2 separate regions of the Ovis aries genome follow, and region 2 is linked to region 1. The links are chromatin contacts, called in public Hi-C maps. All regions are on one chromosome and are shown on one strand. Each heading gives the region's core, a stretch centred on a gene start, on an enhancer-like site or on the middle of the called end of the contact. The rest is flanking DNA. Distances are from core to core; before and after follow the strand shown. Region 1 overlaps ITPR1 (inositol 1,4,5-trisphosphate receptor type 1). Region 2 has its middle 21 kb from the start of SETMAR.

Region 1 (3,163 bases), core at 366-2,865:
GAGGCCATAACCACGTCCCCCACCCCCCCCCGCCAGAATGGAAAAAAATTGCCAGGATCCTAAGTATTTCTGAACTCCATAGGGATTGTCTATCTAAAATTACAGTACTGCTATACCATGGAGTTATCGAGTAGCCATGAAAAATACAGAGCTACTTGTTTATTCATGACATAGTAAGTGGGGAAATAAGCAGGTGAAAGAAAGAGAAGTGAGACGGCATGTCCCCATTAATACTTTATACAGAGATACAGGAATAATAGGAGGTTGGAGACTGGGACACACACCAAATACAAAACCAAGATTATCTTTGAGGTGTAAGATTTAGAGAGCATACCATTTTTTTCCCCTTTGCTTACTCATGTGTTTTTGAAATTCACTTCTTACAATACTTACATGTCATTTTTTCAGAAGCATCTTCATCCTATCTCCATGGCAAGAAGCCTGGGTTTTTAGAAAGCTTTATGAGCAAAACAGAGACACAGATGTAGAGAACAAATGTATGGACACTAAGGGTGGGGAGGCAGAGTGGGATGAATTGGGAGGGTGGGCCTGACATACATACACTGCCGAGTGTAAAATAGGTAACTAATGAGAACCTGCTGCACAGCACAGGGATCTCTACTCAGTGCTCTGTGGTGACCTAAATGGGAAGGAAATCCAGAAAAGAGGGGATATACGAAAACCTATAGCTGATTCACCTTGCTGTACAGTAGCAACTATCACAACATCGTAAAGCAACTACACTCCAGTAAAAATTAATTTACAAATAAGAGTAAACAAAAAGCCACCTTAAATGTGTTACCTTTTCAATATTTAAGAATCCCAATAAATCCAGTACTTGTTGCTCTTTTCCTTGCACAATGACTTGAGGACAGTTCCGAATTTCTAAGGAAGAAATGGCACTCTATGCTATGCTCTCTACCACCATTATTCACCATGGACATTACTCTGTTTCCCTAAGCAACATCAAGGCCAATCCCATCACAGTCACCTGTTATTTTATTTCAGAAATAGAGAAACCATTATTACATTACCACAGAGAGGTCACTGGAGCAGTGGGGAAAGGTTATTTAAGGTCAAAAAAACCCTCTGAATTACATAACATGATATTGAATTAAGGCTTCTGAAAATAAGCAATGCAGGACCCAGGCTTCAAAAGACAATAAAGACTCATCACTCCTCTGGTTGTTCCCAGCTTAAAGTAACAGATCATTTCTCAGAACCAAAACAATGTAGGTGCTATTTCAAGGTAACAGACAGAAACGCTGTCAGGAAATGTAGTCAAGGCCCGAAGAACAAATTACATGATTTGCTAAGGGTAGGGGAACCTCATTCTGCCAAGAGTCTTGGGAAATCATGACCAGGGGGGTTAGCATCCAGTTCTCTATGGAAGAACAGACACACACAGCGACCAGCCACTAGATGTCATTGTCCTTCAGAGAGCTGGTGGCATGTTGCATAGCCTAGGCAAAAGGAAGTCAAAGTGGTCTAGACAACTAATTCCTTAAATGGCATTAATTTAAAATAATCTGACCTTTGATTGGGGTGCTCCACAGTAGTTGACAAAAATAAAAATGAAAACCCCCTAGAGACCAGCCATCCACCCCCAAAGGCAAGCAGCTTCCCAAAATACAGCATTTTAATGACGACACTAGAACATGTGAATGGTTTTCAGACATGAGGGGGAAAAAATGTCCAACTAAGCAAGGAAAGTAGGAACTGCACAGAGTAACTAAGACCCAAAAGTCACGTCAGTAATCCTAAATCAGGGGACAGCACTGGTTTCCTTTTAAAATCTATTTAAAGCAAGAACACAGCATGAAAGAGAACATTTGTTGTTTGTTTTAGTAAGGAGTTCAAAGTTCTCGGTCACTTTTAGGATTGCAGTTTTCAACTCTGTGGTTTTTGCAATGTCTTTTTATTTATTTACTTATCTTTTTAAGTTTTTGGCTGCCCAATGTGGCATGTGGGGGGTCTTAGTTCCCTGACCAGGGATCAAACGTGCACCCCCCCAGCATTGGAAGGCAGAGTCTTAACCACTGGGCAACCAGGGAAGTCCCGGCTACCTGCCATTTCTGAGCCAAGTCCCTAACTCCACTTTACACATTCCCACAAAGCACAGTTTTGCATGGTTTAATTAATGTTATTATTAACAATTTCCCAAAAATGGGAGTGTTCTTTAATAAAGAGAAGAGTGTGCTATGCATTCTTCGTAACATTATGAAGAAATGCTAACCATTTTGAAAAATCACCTTATAGAAAACATGCTTTTTGGGCCACTGGAACTAGAGACCTACATCAGCCACGGTCTTTAGCTTCCTTATTCATGGGGTTTATACAAACAGGTACAAGCATTTATTTTCTTATGTCCTCTAGAATGATGGTGCCTGAGCAGTAACTTAATAAAATACCTTTCCTTTTATTTTACCTTTATGATTCATGTTCAAACTTTGGCATCTTGGGAGGCTATATTATTTATAACTTTTATTTCCAGTTCATACAGGCACATATTAATAATATTTGCTATTCAGAGGGAGAAATGGGTCTGCTGAGGCTGAGAATATCTGCTCTAAAACTGTTAAAACAATGATGCAGTCCTGGAAGCCTCCAAAGTGATCTCTTTCTTTCTGCTTTTTTTCCTTCTCCTACCCTCTCACTGCCAAAGATGCCTCATTGTGAGGCTTGTCACCTCCTCTTCCTCCAGGAAGTCCTCCCTGACTACCATGTCACTCATCCTTATTCACACGAGAAGATTTGGGAGCTCCTTCTGAGTGCTCAATCGCCTCAGTCATTTATGACTCTTTGCAACCTGATGGACTCCAGGCTCCTCTGTCTCCAGGCAAGAATACTGGAGTGAGTTGCCATGCCCTCCTCCAGGGGATCTTCCCAAACCAGGGATCGAACGTGCGTCTCCTGCATTGCAGGTGCATTGTTTATCACTGAGCCACCAGTGAAGCTCTTTCTAGGAGCTCACGAAGCTTTGGTGGTTTGCCCTATAATAGTATTTGCCACAGCTGTGTCACTACCTCTATTTCTTAGTCAGCTATTAAGCTCCCAGAAGGTAAGTCACTGCCAGAGCTTTACCACTCTCACTGAGCAGAGTGTTTTATTTTCATCTGTTCATGAAATATTTCTTGAGCACTTACTATGTGCCAAATGGTAT
Region 2 (3,163 bases), core at 486-2,985, 270 kb after region 1:
GGCCCTGTACCACCCCTGTGGTCAGAATCACTCTGATACATCAATAGAACTCCCCAGACAGGCTTTGGAATATCAGGTACACACAGTGTAAGCTCCCCCACTGTTGCAGCCTCTGCCCAAGGTGATGTGGTCTTGGGACCCTGCCTGCCAACTGCCTGCCGCCTCCGATGGTGGTGGTTTCATAAGCAATTGAGGAAGGTCTCAGTGTTCCTTTCGTGAAATAGCTGACTTTCTCCTGGTGGAATTCATCTTCATTGTGCTGTAGATTGTGACGGTTCTACCTTCTTGCCTGGTTTGTTTTCCAGTCAATAGTTTTAGGCACTCCTTAGCCAGATACTATGCCAGTTGTTTTATGTATATGATCTAATTTGATCTGCAGATGATCTTGGGAAGAAGCAATTATTTTGGTTATTTTTGGTTAGTATTCCCACTGTGCACTTAGGAAGCTAGGACTCGGTGTTTGCGAGGCATTCAGGTGACATAGCTGAATGAAGCAGGACCAGGACTCACACCGTTTTTGTGACTTCAGTTCTCTCTACCACATCACTAGATCTGTGGTTTTAAATTAAGTTTGGGGTGGGGAGGGGTGGATTGAGGAGGGGAGATTACTGGGGTGAAAGGTAGCCTCAAGGAGAAAAAAGGCAAAGATAGAGGAGGTGGAATGGCTTAGTAGTTACAAATGACAGTAGTTAAGAATGACCCTGGAGCCAGACTGTCTCCGTTTAAATTGTTCTCCTACTGGTTGCTTGATATGTGACTTTAGGCAAGTTCCTTAACCAGTTTGTTTTTCAGATTTTGAAGATTAAATGGAAATACTTTTAGAAAAGGTAGAATTAAGGCAGGAGTGTTAAAAACATCAGTATAGGGTGCTATGCTGTGCTTAGTCACGTCGGACTCTGCAACCCCATAGACTGTAGCCTGCCAGGCTCCTCTCTCCATGGAGATTCTCCAGGCAAGAATATTCAAGTGGGTTGCCATGCCCTACTCCAGGGGATCTTTCCAACCTAGGGAGTGAACCCAGGTCTCCCACATTGCAGGTGGATTCTTTATCAGCTGAGCTACCAGGGAAGTCCCAGTATAGGGTGATCTGCTTGCAAATCTTTGCCAGTTTTACATCATTTTCAATACGGCAATGAGACTTCCAAGGTTAGGACTACATGTTTTTCTTCACATCCTTTTCTTTCCCAAGGTATGCTGCTTGTTTTTACAAAGTGATTATCTTTCCATAAAGAAGCAAATTTTTAGGGGTGAGGTAGGAGAAGGCTGAGTGTGGGAAACATTAATCTGCTGGAAATAAGATCAAAGGGTGCATTATCAGCTCATTCATACCAAGCTCAAATTTATGAAAAAATCACAGCTGATAAGACGACTGAGATCATGTGTGAAGAGTGAAAGGAAAAGGGTCCTGCACCATGCTTGTTAAATAGTGCTCTGAAAAAGTATATGGGAGGACTTCTTTGATAAGAGTCAATTCCCTGGTCTTTGTGGGTTTCTTACTCGCTACCCCTAACTCTGCCAAGGGACTGAAAACTGGGTATTGTTTCTTAAGACGTGGTTTCAGGACAGCTTCCAACTTAGCATTTTCTTCCGTTCCAGAACATTTATAAATATTCAGTTTGGTGGGGAGGAAAAAAAAAAAAAAACACCTCATTAATGTGGAAACCACATTCACATTTGTAGTTTTGTATTTATTAACAAACTCTTGTTCCAGGATATATTAGGCAAGCCAAGGGGTGAATCATGTTGATTACTGCTTCTGGGCTGTTAGCGTTGGTCTCTTTTGGAGCCAGCCCTGGTACCTCCATCCATGGCAACTTGAAATGGTTTTATATGTAATGTTCCCCCTCTAGTGGCCAGATTGGTTTTGGTTTTTGCTGTTTTTGTACAAATGATCCCTAAAGTTGGAGAACCTTTCATTGAGGGGTACTGTGGATTTGGGGAGGCAAGCAGGAAAAGATAAAGAAGAATGTGCAAATGTTTATTCCATAGGGAAAATTTATCTGAAGCATTTGTCCTATCCAGTGGAGATGAGAACCTTTGGAAGGGAGGAGGGGTTTTAGAATGATCTCTCATCTTATTACTCTGATTAGTTTCCGAATTTCTACTGCCTTTATTAGTAAGTATCTTATTAATAAGTTGGCTACCTCATCAAAGAGTTGACTCATTGGAAGAGACTCTGATGCTGGGAGGGATTGGGGGCAGGAGGAGAAGAGGACAACAGAGGATGAGATGGCTGGATGGCGTCACTGACTTGATGGACATGAGTCTGAGTGAACTCTGGGAGTTGGTGATGGACAGGGAGGCCTGGCATGCTGCGATTCATGGGGTTGCAAAGAGTCGGACACGACTGAGCTACTGAACTGAACTGAATAAGTCCATCAAGTTCCATTAGAAAAACCTTTATTTTTTTTTTAATTATAAGAGCAATAAAATGCATCGGGTAAAACTAGGGACTCTGAAAAACATGCAAAGTGTCCTTCATTCTGTGAACTCTGGTCTTCTCTCAAATGTGTGCTGCTGCTGCTGCTAAGTCACTTCAGTCGTGTCCAACTCTGTGTGACCCCATAGATGGCAGCCTACCAGGCTCCTCCGTCCCTGGGATTCTCCAGGCAAGAACAATGGAGTGGGTTGCCATTTCCTTCTCCGGTGCATGAAAGTGAAAAGTGAAAGTGAAGTCGCTCAGTCGTGTCCGACCGTTTGTGACCCCATGGACCACAGCCTACCAGGCTCCTCCATCCATGGGATTTTCCAGGCAAGAGTACTGAAGTGGGGTGCCAGTGCCTTCTCCCAAATCTGTGCTAGGAGGTAACTATTATGAACAGTAAGTGTATCTTTCCAGACTTTTTGTACGCATTTACAAACACATATCATACATATGTCTGTTGGTAGACATTGAGTACAGATGATCATCAATATGTATTAGGTTGGTAAAAAGGTCAGTCAGGTTTTTGAAAATGCCTAACCGAACTTTTTGGCCAACCCAATACATAGAGGCACATAGAAATCATACACAATGTATTCAACTTATATTTGGTTTTTATGAAACAAAATGGAGTCATATTATCAGTGCTATTCATTTTACATATTTTGCATGCCCCATGAAAGTACTGTATAGATCTAGCTCTTTTTAAATAGCTGACTTAATTTATTTAAGCATTCCCTT

The links. Hi-C and Micro-C count contacts between places; a contact is called where the count stands out from the background.
Region 2: a Hi-C map of liver shows a contact between it and region 1, with 7 times the contacts expected there. The contact joins two enhancer-like sites. A contact is called at or near these places in 6 of 16 Hi-C or Micro-C datasets (blood, hypothalamus, liver and 2 more).

Annotation. Positions count from the first base shown.
Region 1 is chr19:21,724,021-21,727,183 of ARS-UI_Ramb_v3.0, forward strand. The region is part of intron 5 of ITPR1 (inositol 1,4,5-trisphosphate receptor type 1); the gene reads right to left. Among named protein-coding and RNA genes, the nearest start is that of ITPR1, 130 kb to the right of the region's middle. Within about 2 kb of position 1,616, at least 10 of the 54 cell types and tissues checked have an H3K27ac peak or open chromatin away from gene starts, as enhancers often do. A contact at or near this core is called in liver, where this site is marked.
Region 2 is chr19:21,998,511-22,001,673 of ARS-UI_Ramb_v3.0, forward strand. No RefSeq gene overlaps it. Among named protein-coding and RNA genes, the nearest start is that of SETMAR, 21 kb to the right of the region's middle. Within about 2 kb of position 1,736, at least 14 of the 54 cell types and tissues checked have an H3K27ac peak or open chromatin away from gene starts, as enhancers often do. A contact at or near this core is called in liver, where this site is marked.